2 separate regions of the Zea mays genome follow, and region 1 is linked to region 2. Evidence: chromatin contacts called from public Hi-C data. All regions are on one chromosome and are shown on one strand. Each heading gives the region's core, a stretch centred on a gene start, on an enhancer-like site or on the middle of the called end of the contact. The rest is flanking DNA. Distances are from core to core; before and after follow the strand shown.

Region 1 (6,665 bases), core at 2,064-4,563, 290 kb before region 2:
AGGGACTCAGGAACGAAGGACTCACCAGCAATCCCCTTCACCAGGATTTCTAGCTCGTCCCAGGACAGGTCGGTTCCTAGCCCGCGCTGGATTCGGTCGATGTCGTTTGGGCCGGTGAACTAGCAACATAGGTGCCCCCTCCGTTGCAGCGGCGCGATCCGGCGCTTCAGGAAATCGCCGACCACGTGCATCGACGTCAGGCCGCCCGTAGCCAAGCTCTTGATCCTGTCTAGCACAGGCAGGAACTCCGGCGCCAGGGATGGCTTGGCCCTCCATTGCTTCCGGTCGAGTGCTGGCCCGTCGCTTGGCAGGACGAGGCGGTCGTTAGCCTCGGCGCTGGCGATCACCCAATCGCCGCGCCAGTTTTCCCACCTTGCGCCGCCAAGGGTGGGGATGTAGGACACGACTGAGTTCGACCTTGTCTGGAAGTAGTAGGCGCCAAGGTGGTCCTTAGCCTTCCCAGACTTCACCAACACGAAGAAATGGCGGAAGAGGGAGGTACAGGGGGCCACCCCCATGAACATCTCGTGGAGGTGGACGAAGATGGCCGCCTGGAGGATGGAGTGGGGCGTGAGGTGCTGAAGCTGGAGCCCGAGCTCCTCCAGCAGCAGCAGGAAGAAAGGCGAGATCGACAGCACCAACCCGCAGGAGAGGTAGGAGACGAATAGCACGAACTCCCCGGCGGCGAGATCGCCGAGGGGAGTGGCGCCGGCACGGATCCTTCCGGCGAGCGCCGACTCGCTCCACCCGAGCAGGTTGCGCACCAGGTTGAGCGCCCCCTCAGACTGGAAACGCTCGGGATGAACTAGCGAAGCCATGGCGACTACGACGACACAAAGTAGAAGAGCGTGAATGCAAAGAGGCGTAGAGAGCTCGAAGGCGAAAGGGCGCAGCGATTGGGAGAGAATGTGAAAGCGTAACTGCTGCACGCGGGGTGAATCCCTCTTCAAGGTAGACTCTCCCGCTCACGCCCCAAGACGCTACAGGAAATCCCGACCGACGCACACCTGACGCCCAGGCGACCCAGTCTCTGACACGGGGACCCGGGCCCACAAGTCATACAACTGGAGTGCTGGACTTCGAGTGCGGAAAAAGTGAACCGCCGCCCGTGGTACCGTGCCTCTTCATCTCCGCCGCAAGAAACAACAGCCCAGACTATGACACGGGGGCCCGGGCCCACGAGTCATACTCCTTGGGTGTCGGTTCCCGGGTGCAGAAAAAGCGTACCGCCGCACGCGCCGGTAGTGTGCTTCCTCGGGGCCGCGGCAGAAGACAGAGAAGGTGATTTTTTAAACCAATGCAGCGGTATCGAGGCGCCTCGTGCGTGGCCCGGTGAAACCACCAGGTGTGGGGGCCGCGGGTCAGTCAGCTGCGGAGACAAATATGGTAGTTGGCGTGACCGAAGGCGGGTTGACGGGTAGTACGTCAGCAGACGCATGGAAGCGGCGCGCTAATCACCAATCAGGCTATTGGCCCCACCTGCAGGCTCACATCCTCCCATGAGGTGGACCCGGGAGCCACTGTCAGTACCCTAAAACAGGGGTACCCCTTACTACCGTATGAAGACGCAGTACCCACGCGACTATCTTTAGTCGCGTGGTAAAGGAGTTGTGCGTGGGACCAGACCATGGCTCGTCCCAGCCTCGGGCGACTACTCTGGGCCAGCGACAGCTCCCGACCCCTCCACGTGGATGGTTCCGGGGCCGCCACGTGGCCGGAGAAGATGATATACTCCGAGGTATCAACAGTGAGTCCGGACCCCCAAGGAAAAGTGTCGGACCCCTGTATATATAGATTGGGCCTCTGGGTAAGGTCCAGGACCCCACGGGCGCAAACCGGACCCTTAGGATGGGGTCCGGACCCCTCCATGTGGGGTCCGGGCCACTCACGGCAGGGTCCCAGGATTCTGGGATAGAGAATGCCCAGGCCTTAATCAAGGCCAGGCGGGGGTCCAGAGCCGACACGTGTCCGAACCTTATCGTTTACGCTTCTGCTCCCCGCCCAGGCCGAGCCCCGATGCTGCCACGTGGCATGGTGCACGTGACGTAAGCCAACGGGCGGAGCCTGACGTAAGGCCTCCGGGCTACGCGGCCTCTGCATTTATTGCGGATAAGGCGCGCCGCCTGTCCATTCCACTGGCAGGCGGTGTACCGTCTCTGCATTTAATGAGCCCTGTCCATTCCGCTGACAGGCGATGTGCCGCCTCCGCATTTAATGAGACATGTCCATTCTGCCGGCAGGCGGCGACCAGTCCGTTCCGCAGGCGGCGTGCCTGTCCATTCCATTGGCAGACGGTACGCCCATACTGTTGCGTGCACTATGCTCATCATCACTCGCGCGTTACCAAGGAAGCAGCCGTCGTATACCAATACTGCGTGGACTGTGGACATCGAGGCACACAGGAGATTGCACAGGCGTTAGTTACTCCTATAATATATTCCTTCTGTTATGTTCCTAGGCCCACATGTCGGGGCTCAGCATCCTTGTATGTGCCTCACTTGAGCTATAAAAGTGAAGGCACACGACGTTACAAGACAGATTCACTCAGACTCTCAGACTCACAAGTTTATACAAGCTCACAGACTCAATACAACACACAGTGGAGTAGGATATTACGCTCCGGCGGCCTGAACCACTCTAAACTCTCGTGTCCTCGTGTGTTCTTCCACCCTTCAATAGACAGGCAAAACGCTTACGGTGTGTTTGGTTTGACTTTTGGCTTTGGCTTTTGCCCCCTAAAAGCCAAAAGCCAACCAAAGGGCTAGATCTAGGAAGCAGCTTTTTCTAAAAGTCGACTTTCTCGCAGTGCAAATCTGAAAGCACCCCTGGACCTGCTTTTAGTGGCTTTTCGGATGGAACTGTGAAACATATATCGAAGAATTTTTAGCGACTTTTAGTGGTTTACACCAAACGGTTTTTAGCTTTTTAACAGCTTACAGCCTACAGCAGCTTTTTCCATAGCTCACAGCCCACAGCAACTTTTTTTACAGCCACAGCCCAACCAAACAGACCCTTAGTCCACTCCTCATCTTAGGATTTAGGGCGCGTGCGTTCCGCCACCCGGCCGGAGAATTTCCTCTCCGACAGCGTGCGTGAGGCCGTAAGGGCATAATCGGTACAACGCTTCACGGGCCCACCTGCCAGGTCCGCCAAAATTATCCGCGACTTGTTTTGATGAACGAGCAGGCTTAAGCGACCGTTTTTGACGAGTTAAACTTGAAACGGTGTATTTTGTGGAGCGGCAAGATAGAGCGATCCGTTTTGACAAATTCCTCCGACGGAACATCCACACCCCTGGTGGCCGCATCCACCTACGGCTTCCTTTTGGTGCAGCACACCTTCATCGGGCCCTCAGCGACCGACGCCGCCTCCGACGACAGCCCCTGGAAATTGGAAGCCAAACCCAGTGGCCATCGCAAAATCTGACCGCCGGCTACTGGCCTCTCCGTGCGTGTGACTGTTCGTTTGATTTCCAATTGGAAGCTGGATCGATGGAGATCGTGGATGAGAGGAGGCGACGGCGCCCTCTCTACCGGTTATAAAGGTGGCACCGCAGATGCTCCGGTCGGACCCGGCCCACCAGTCGAAACGGAGAGAAGGGTGAAGTCCTCCAACCAAACCTGAAAACGGCGGCACGCGGGTCGACTGGAAACAATACGGACGACTAGTGGCCTACGCCCTGCGGGATGCTGTGCCGCGGCCGACGCCGTCCGGGGCTGTGGCGGTGGCCGACGGCGCTGCGGCGGCTGTCCCGGCTGGCACCGCCTGCGCCTGCGCCTGCCGACCCGGTGGTGGTTCGCGTCGACGCCAACAACGTCGCGCGCTTGGGGGCGCCCAAGCCCCGGCCGAGGCCGCGGCAGTTGCTCTCACTGCCGCCGTTCCCCGCAGGGCAGGACCCTCTCCCAGGAAGGAAGGTGGCGCCGCGACGCGTGACGGCAGTGAGCTGGGTGAAGCACTATTTCGCCGACGTGCCGCAGGAGGCCGTGCAGGCTCATTTCAACAGGAGAATGGTATCTCTCTGCTTCTGCCCCCTTTTTGGACTGGCATTCCTAACCGCCGGAGCTTTGTTTGAATGGTCAGATTTTTTTTCCAATTAGTGTTGATTATGAATTGTTGAACTACTGATGTTATCAATCCTAGTTTAATTACTCATTTCAGTTACTTGCATCAGAACTTTTTTCTTGTTTGATAATAGCAACAGAGCCTCTTTCATATGCCTTAGTGTCTTCATAGCATCAGTTGAACACATAAATTTACTGAGTTAATGTCATAGCAGCTTGCACAACCTGTAGCTGTATGCATCTTTGGTTGAGCATCTAAGATAAAACAAAAACTATTTGCTATTCAGGTTTTTTCTGAGTGCTATGACCACAAGGTTTCAGCTGACAGCATTCGAACTCAGAAGCATCATCTGAAAAAGGTGCCAGCGAAGTATTTGCTCTATAACTCTTTTTGTATGTTGTTGTTGTACTTTGTGAATAAAGTAAATATGGTCCTCAGTTGGTTGCAGATAAAACATAATGATGCTATGGAGCCTGGAATGAGGATTCACCTTCCTGTTTCAGTGGCTGAGAGTGACATAAAGAAGCGTTATGAGACCATTCCGACTGCCACACTGCATCCTAATAAAGATGAGATCGAGTACCTGAGGAGGCTAGTCATCTACAGGGTATTTTTCTCCTTTGTAGGTTGTATTGCTAATGTCGATAGCCGATATATAGACTACATTCAATAATCTACATGACTACATTAATAGAGAAATGCTATTTTCTGTGGATAATAGGCCTCTGTATATCAGCATTTTTTTGAACGTAACGGCAGGAGCTCTGTCTTTCAATTAAGAAGAATATAATTGACCTAGTTTTAAGGAAAACCGGGCCTGAAACCTATATAGAATGCACAAACAGCCCAGACAACCAAAGCCCACACACACACAACCTATCCAGAGTTATCGTTGCCGAGCTTGACCCAAGGGACAAACAACTCCGACTGCGCAAGACGGGCCACACATGGCCAAAGGAAACATCATGATGACGCCTAAATCCAAACACCGACACAGAAGGAGGAAGATCGCGGTGTGTCGTCATTGCCAAGCCTCAACACATCCCACGTGAGGAAGCTCTGATTCTTCACTAACGAGCTTGATCCTCCGCCCTGCCCCCGGCAATTACCCAAACCTCCGAAACAATCTAGCCCATGAAGAAGGGGGTTTCTTAGCTGTCATCATTACCGAGCCACATCCCCTGATGCAGTAGCTTCGACTTCATGTTGCAAAGGCCCACCTTCACCCGCAAATCAGACATCGAGAAGCGAAAGCAACCACCGAAGGCTATGCCGTGGCCAAGACAAACTTCAATGTGACGCCTTCAGGAAGGGACTAGGGAGTGACTTCGGGGACGACACTGTCGCGTGTCCGAGATGGACCGGGCTTTCGCCCAAGGAAGACAATGTTGGGGGATGCGACACCCCCAACACGGGAAGCGGTGCCCACGGGCGTCACCATCGCCGATCCTTTTGCCCAAGAAGCCCTCCAGCACCAACGTCAGGCCAAGATCCACCGTCGCCGCCGCCCTGACATCCCGCATGAACCCCTATAGAGGGACACCGACGCGCCGGCTGTTGCAGCAGCCGCAAAACTGCGTCGGCCGCCACCCCCTCCGGGTGGGCACACAGAACCGGACAACACCTTGTCGTGTGCGTCACACCGGCGCGAGCTAGAGCCAATGCGTAGCCGCCGATGGCTCTGGCACATGCGGCCACCGAAGCCAGCTGCCGCTGGGCACCCTGCCGCCACCACCACCCTGCGCCAGCTCGAGCCACTGGCCGCGCCGCCGCGGAACTGGCCCGCACATCCTCTTCGGCGCCAACAGCAGTAGCACCCACACCGCCAACACACCGCTTCACCAAAGCGAACCTCGCCAGCAACACCTGCCAAGATGCGGGGGCCACACAGCCGCTGCGCACCCACTCGACCATGCACGGAACCGGCACGAGCCACCATGGTCATGATAGAACAGGGAGGCCACGGATCCGACCTTCAACCGATTGGCGTCCCACGGGAGGTGTCGCCAGGAGAAGCCACGATGCCCACCACCGACCACGGAGCTGAGATCCGCACCAGCCCTAGCCGATCCAGCCAAGGGACAGCCATAAGAAGCTCGCGTCGATGTCGGGGACGCCTAGGCCGGACCGCACAATAGCACACCTGCCACGGGATCAGCACCGGTGACAGCCCCGGCTGCCCAGCCCACAAAACTGCGTGTCACGGGCCACCAAGCCTTACGCCAGAACAACTTCGAGGTGTTGACGCCGAGGGCCAGCACCGCCCGGCTCCGGCAGCCGTGCCCCTGCGATGAGTACCTCGCCGCCTTCGGAAAGCCGCGCTAGCGCCGAGCCAAGAACCTCCCCGACCGCCTTGGACCCGCCTAGCCGAGCAACCCCACGGGCCAGCCGTGATCCCCGCTGCCGCCATCCTGGCCGGCGGCCTGCTCCGGTGGCGGCGCAGCGGGAGAGGGGAGGGAGGGGGAGAGGGTGCAGCGGCGGCTAGGGATGCCGCCTGAGTCGCCCGTGCTGGAGGACAAGTGGGCAATGCGGGGGCCCAGACTTCTTTGCAGTGACTCTACAACTGGCCATATGTCAGTATTTTCCAACTTGGACATATAGCA
Region 2 (6,679 bases), core at 496-2,995:
GGTGTTTTGTCTTGCTTGAGTTGTGCTTTGTGAATCCACGCAAATGCATTTCATATATGACAAGGTCCTTCTGATGGTACCCAAGGGGTAGGTCACCTTGCCAATCAAACTGCAAATGCAAACCCTTATCATACGAAATGAAATAACAAAGACAACATGAATACGCAGTAAATATAACTTCACTCCATTTGAACCTGCAAACGAGAAACTAAGTAACAGAACCAATGATCCTAACCTACAGTTGATAGTTCTAGCGCTTTGTTCAGTTAGTTCATCGGACTTTTCAAATCATCAATGACCAAATATATGCGGTGGTTTCTTTTTATTGTTTAATCGTGAGTGAGTCAGACATGGGGACATAAAACTGGAAGAGAAGGATACAGCATGAAAGCAAACAGGAAGGTAGTGTGAGCGAGAGTAGTTCTGGCTTACCTTATTATAGGGAAGAGGGATCATACCAGCCATTTGAGGCCAACAACTACCACCAGGCGCAGGCACACCATATTCACCTCGGCTTACCACTGCCTAGAGAAAACAACAACAAGAAGAAGTAAACAACTAAAACATGAGCAAGCACCCAGCAATCAGTTTCTGAGTGTGTCACAGCTCACACGCATAGCCAAAGTAAAGGACAACAGCCCGTCACCTTAGCGTATGGATCCACCACAACGTTGGACACATCGTAGTACTGTCCGCGCTCAGGGGCGAACACGCCATCGAACCTGTATCCGTAGAGCATGCCGTGCAGCTGGTCCCCGTGGATGAACACGTGCCACACGTTTCCCGTTCGGTTGAGCAGGGGATCGAGGGGCACCTCCTCGGTCACCCTATCCTGCATCATACCAGGAATACAGAGAACTCAGTCCATTTCAGCACCGGCGTATGCTATGAAGCCAAACAAATTAGCGTACAGCATCGGAGAAGCAAGTTATTCGAGAGAGAGAGAAATAGAGGAGTAAGTTATGAAGCCGACTTCCCTTCCATTCAAATTCCAAAAGAGAAGAAGAACGACACAGAAGGATCGCAGCACGCGTTGCAGAAATTGCATTCATCAAAGACTAGGGGTGGGGGATGCTCACCGCCTTGAGGTCGCCGGGAGCGAAGAGGCACAGCGACGCGGCGGAGGCACCGCTGGAGTAGACGGCGAAGTTGACACCGCCGCGGAGCGCGGTGGCGCCGAGCGGCGCGGGCATTCCCGCGAGCACCCGGCACGCGCCGCCCAGCGCGAACCTCTCCTCGGCCACCTCCTCGTCGTCGTCGTCGTCGTCCTCCTCCGCCTGCACCGCCTCGGCCACGGGCCGCGCGGCGGCGGCGTGGAGAGACAGCCGCCCCCGCCCCAGTCCCGCCACATTGGGCCGGCCCCGCACGCCGGCGCGCCACCGGCCCGCGGGCACGGCGAGCAGCGGGCGCGGCGACGAGACGCAGGGGAGCTGCTGCGCCATGGGGAGAGGAAGTGGAGGGGAGGGAGCCCAGTTCGTTTGGCTTTGGCCGATCAAGTAGTGCGTTCGAGTGGAGTGTGTGACGAGACGAGGTGGATGCGACGGAGCGCGGCTCGTCTTGGCTCCCGTGCGCGACGGTGTGAGGAGGGGCGGGTCCGGATCACGCACGCCGCCCGCTCGCTCACGCAGTGACGCTGACAGAGTGGGGCCGGAGCCTCGGATCGGCGGACGGCGGGGTCGGAGCGTGCGTTTTTTCACAGCCGGAAGCGTCTGCGTCTGCGTCCGGCCACCGTCGTCCACTCGGCCCGTGTCGTTTTTTCGCAGCGGGAGGCGGACGTGGGCTTTTTCTGTGGGGCCCGCGTACTGGCAAACACGATCTAGTTGCCGCTTTTCAGGCACTATACTATTCCACTTTTTATTATTTATACTCTTATATTCACCAAAAGAAAAGAACTAAACTTTTTTCATACTTTCACAGTGATACTTTATACATATACATATACATATAATAAGGTCTAGTTTGACAATCCTATTTTATCAAAAGTTTTACATTTTTTCAAAGAAATTAGTTTATTTTCTCTTGAAAAATAGGAATTTCTCAGAAAAATAGAGTTTACAAACTAGTCTTAAAATAATAAACCAATGCGATATTTCTTTTAAAAACGAGATATATGTATCTTATATTAATATACATGTATGTGGAGATAACAAAGGCTTGCTCAATTTGTACGGTGTGGGTGGTTAATTAACACAAAAGAGAATTCTCTCTTACTATGGTCTAGTAAAGTGACAATATAAATAAAATAGAAAAGGAAGAACCAAAGAGGATCTGAAGGAACGTACTCGGCAGCAGTCCCTAAATACTAAGAACTGTCAAACATATCTTTGGAGTTGGTTGATGAGATGGATCTAAATACTAAGAATTTGATTATTATGGTGTCTCAGCATGTGCTGTGCTATTTGAATAAGTAGAAATGAATTAATATTTAACAAAGTACATATGTTGACTTATTTGCAGGTTTTATTTGGAGGAACTCATTGGCTCAGACTCTAGACGCAGCTACAGAAAAGTGAAGAAGCAGCTGATCTTTTAATTAAAATCTGTCGTTATCTGAAGTTGGTGGCCACGCAGTTTTTTGCTTATCAGGGTTGGAGGTTTTTAAATAGGATTGAGTTGTAATGAGCCGTTTTTTAAAGTGAGTTTGAGTCGCTGATGAGTAGGGGAGTTATTAAGTCTTCTAGACTTATAATTTTGTTATGTTTTGTGAGATGTTTTAGATTTTTTTTTAAGTTATGTGAATTTGCGCTTACCCTCGAAATAGTAAAACCGGATTTTGGTCTATTATTTATCTAAAAAAAGAAGGTAGCAGTCCCTAGAAAATCTGGGAGCCCCTCTCCCTCGGCGCGTGTCCGGACCCGGGAGTGGGCCCCGTGGACATGGGCTTTTCTGTGGGGCCACCGTGAATCAAAGGGGTGCAGCGAAAGCTGCGAAACGTGAACGGGAGCATCACCGTCACGGCGTCGCCTAGATCCCCGTCGTTTCCCGCAACGGACGCACGCTCCGTGCACGGTGATCCATCTTTTGGTGCCGGCTGGTTCGTCGAAAGGAGGTAATAAATTAATTAATTACTAGGTTAGTTCCCGTGCGTTGCAATGGGAACATATTAATATCATGATAACTTATATATAAATGTGTTATATTGTTATGAAAAAAGATTTTGTAATTCATTGGTGATCCTGGCTATACATATACATTTTGTTATTTTAATCTACCTGTTTTACCACTACATTGCAACCATCAATATCATGCAGACCTATATATATGATAGTTCGGTGTCTCTGCGTTGCGACGATTTGCGACGACTCACAAATTATTAATAAAACGCGAGTGCACAACAATTACATGAAAACAAACAATATATCGACAATCGTACACTAATATATTCCTTTGTAGAGATATTGATAAGTCTTTTGTATGTTTGCATGAAGGATGACCCTTAGTGCATGGGCATTTAGGATTTAGCAACCCGCACGGTCCATGCATCATATGCTTTATAACCATCTTGTACAGTTGTGGGTACTTTTTCTTATCAGAGATCTCAGCCTAAGTTGGTAATACAATATATGACGATGTATCATGACCTCCATAGAATAATTTTGTATTGCAGGGTGAAAATTATAAAAAGGAGATCCTAAGCCTGTCATAAGGGGACAATGAGTTGTGACTATCAAAATTATTTTAACTCACAAATATAACCATTTTATCTTTTATGTTGCGAGGATATATGTTGTGGCATGATTTCTACATTACTTACATATGGATAAGTATTATGACAACATTCAACCCATCTAAAGATGAATCCTCTAAAACAGGTAGAGCAACTGAAGCAATTTAGAGAAATAAAATATTAGTGCACAATGCTTGCACGAAAACGAACAATACATATTATCTTAACCTCAATATCTCACAAAAATTTTATCAATAACCAATACACAACTAAACCAATACAAAGATCATATTCACTTTAAAGATTCGTACACCATAGAGAGAATAGTAATAGCACATAAGCCCTTAAAAACACACAAATTTTCTCATGCCCCAACACAAACAACGTCTCAAAATAGAAAGAGAACACCGAAGACGCAAAAGCCAGAATGAAATTCTTGATCCATGAACTACGAAGTGCACTGAAACTCTTCACAACACCTGCTGCAAGCTGAAGTATCCAGTGCAATATGCAAGCCCTTCGTGGTCCTCTGTAATCATCAGTGGAAGATTTGTAAGTTATGGCTACTACTGGAAGGATTAAAAAACTTAGACCACTCACATAACAATATCGGTTGTGAAGGATACATGTATCTTATTGAACAAAAAAATTCACATGCAAAGAGAAGAAAAACATGATGGCAAAATGTTGATAATATTGTAACTTTGCACTTAAAATTGTCCTTAACATTTGTTAAATGCAGGACGACACTACAGCTCACGTATGAGCTACAAAGCATTAGCTTATCATTTTCAACCATGAATGCTAAATTAAAAATACCATGAACACTTGAAGGAATTTTTTACCAATACCATGTAACAGCAGCATACAATCACAAAATTGAATATGATGGTGAACTGAAGAAGCACAATCCACTGTTTTCGAAATAAGTTAATTGTCAATCTATTGCTTTCCTTACTGAATATGTGAGCATGTGATGATTTTGAATATGGCTGAGTTCAAAAGGGCAAGCACTATTGTGGGCCATTCGTTGAAGAACTGCATTACAATACCATGCTCACATGTCCAAAGATGGGAAGGTAAATATTAAAAACCAAGTTAACACGTGCTCACATGTCCACATATATAGTACATGCAACCAACTCTAACGACATGCACTTCATCTGTTAGAACAAATGTTAGATAATTAAATTCCTTGAGACAACGGATGTCTACTCTTGGATACAAGCATGTAAAGTAGGCACACAAGCATCAATGGAAGACATGTCTCTATCTGCCACTTTGTGAAGATTATGAGGATCAGAGTGAGGCTTATCTGCCTAGGAGATCAAATTGGGGAGGAACGATGAAGATGACTGTTTTAAGCTCTTCCTCTATATTGATCAGTGAAGATTTGGCTATATAAAAATATTTGGTGTAAATTTGGACTCAAACCTTCAAATTTTTGTGGTGTATGTTATATGTACTCAAATGTTTAATGTTGTGTTTACAAATTTGGGTTAACTATACTATTTCATGTCTGATATTAATTGTATGCACTATAGGGATGAAAAGAAGATAACAGAGGTAGCAAACGTAAGATTTCAAAGAAAGAGACCCCCTGTTCTGAATACGCAGTATTTGAACAAACCTGTAATTTGGAAACTTATTCTGTCAAAATCTAAACAACTATGCTTAGGAAGGAATCTTATTGCAGTTTGGAAGCAAACCCAACTACCCTAATTACAACAGCATGACCAGACACCACCTGCTAGCTTCTAGTTAATCGTTCTCGCATGATAGCTGTTTTAGCCTAAAAAGTAGCCCTAGGCCTAGACATATTCCAGAATGCTGCGTTTCTTTCTTTTCAGGTAAAGAAAAATATTTGGGTGGGTCTTAATTAAGAGGTAGTGTGCAAGCAAGATGTCTAGAAAGATAAAAAAAGAAAATACTGAACAGAACAAAAACTCAAAAAGACATCTATGTTTTATTCGGTTTGTAAAGAGGTGGTCCATCATCATCTCACACCTCAAATTAATGTTTGGTTTAAGTATTGGAATAGGGTGATCTATCATCATCACATTCCTCATATGCACACAATTAGTATATGTATGGAGAATGAGATCATCCCACCAAATTCATATAGGATCACCTGATGATGGACCACCCCATCAAGGATAAGGTGATTCCTCGAACCAAACACCCCATTGATGACACTATTTGATGGGACTGTTAATAATCATCAGCTTGGGAGTATATGGGATGGGAAATTCAAATTTCAAGGCCTTCAAAGGATTACTTCATCATTTCTCCAAAGTTCAAAATGTATTGGTAATCACAGTAAGAGTACATGAACAACAACAACAAAGTCTTTTAGTCCCGAGCAAGTTGGGGTAGGCTAGAGTTGAAACCCAACACAAACCCAACAGTACATTTGAAATCTAAAACATTTCAACCAAAGCAATTACTGCAACATATCCTTGTCTTGCAACATGTTTTTCATGTTGCTCAAAATAATATTCATCAGATTGCAGCTCCAAGTATACTGGAGCATGAATTGTACAAGGCTCAAAAGTTAACCATCCTTTACCATAGCAGAACAAAATAACAAATAATGCCAATTTAATAGTTTTGTATAAACTGTTAGAGAACATACATACACACAAATAAGGTCTTACCTCCAGTTCTGAATGGCAATTCACCATGACATTAAAAATATCATCAAGGCCACCCAACTGCCTTAATGTTTCTTTGAAATTTCCTCCGAGTTCTAACACCTTGTCAGATGTATCTGTAAAAATGTTATAGCACTTCAGACTGATGATGTGATGGCAAACCTTGCTACTAAATTAGGTTTATTAAATTAAAAGTAAGAAAAATACTCAAAGTTCTAAATATGACAACAATCAATAACAAGTGAGATAATAACCTGAGAAAATCATCCATGTAATGCTGTAAGATATTACTTATCTTATTATTTGATTTTATTGCTTTGACTAATAAAATCAGACCTAAAGAATCATGATCCAAAAT

What was found. A called contact is a pair of places that touch in the nucleus more often than the background predicts.
Region 1: a contact with region 2 is called in a Hi-C map of root tip, with 6 times the contacts expected there. The contact joins the promoter of LOC100381582 here to the promoter of LOC542318 in region 2. A contact is called at or near these places in 11 of 25 Hi-C or Micro-C datasets (bundle sheath, ear, endosperm and 5 more).

The regions. Positions count from the first base shown.
Region 1 is chr4:43,717,758-43,724,422 of Zm-B73-REFERENCE-NAM-5.0, reverse strand. LOC100381582 (RNA pseudouridine synthase 3 mitochondrial) reads left to right here and starts at 3,313. Exons shown (of 8, transcript NM_001412104.1): 1 at 3,313-4,010; 2 at 4,349-4,420; 3 at 4,501-4,669. The coding sequence starts at 4,529.
Region 2 is chr4:43,424,994-43,431,672 of Zm-B73-REFERENCE-NAM-5.0, reverse strand. LOC542318 (sugary 1) reads right to left here and starts at 1,745. Exons shown (of 18, transcript XM_008680135.3): 1 at 1,080-1,745; 2 at 647-832; 3 at 433-525; 4 at 1-109. The coding sequence starts at 1,442. LOC103655249 (wings apart-like protein 1) reads right to left here. Exons shown (of 7, transcript XM_020552041.3): 7 at 5,667-6,437. The coding sequence ends at 6,088.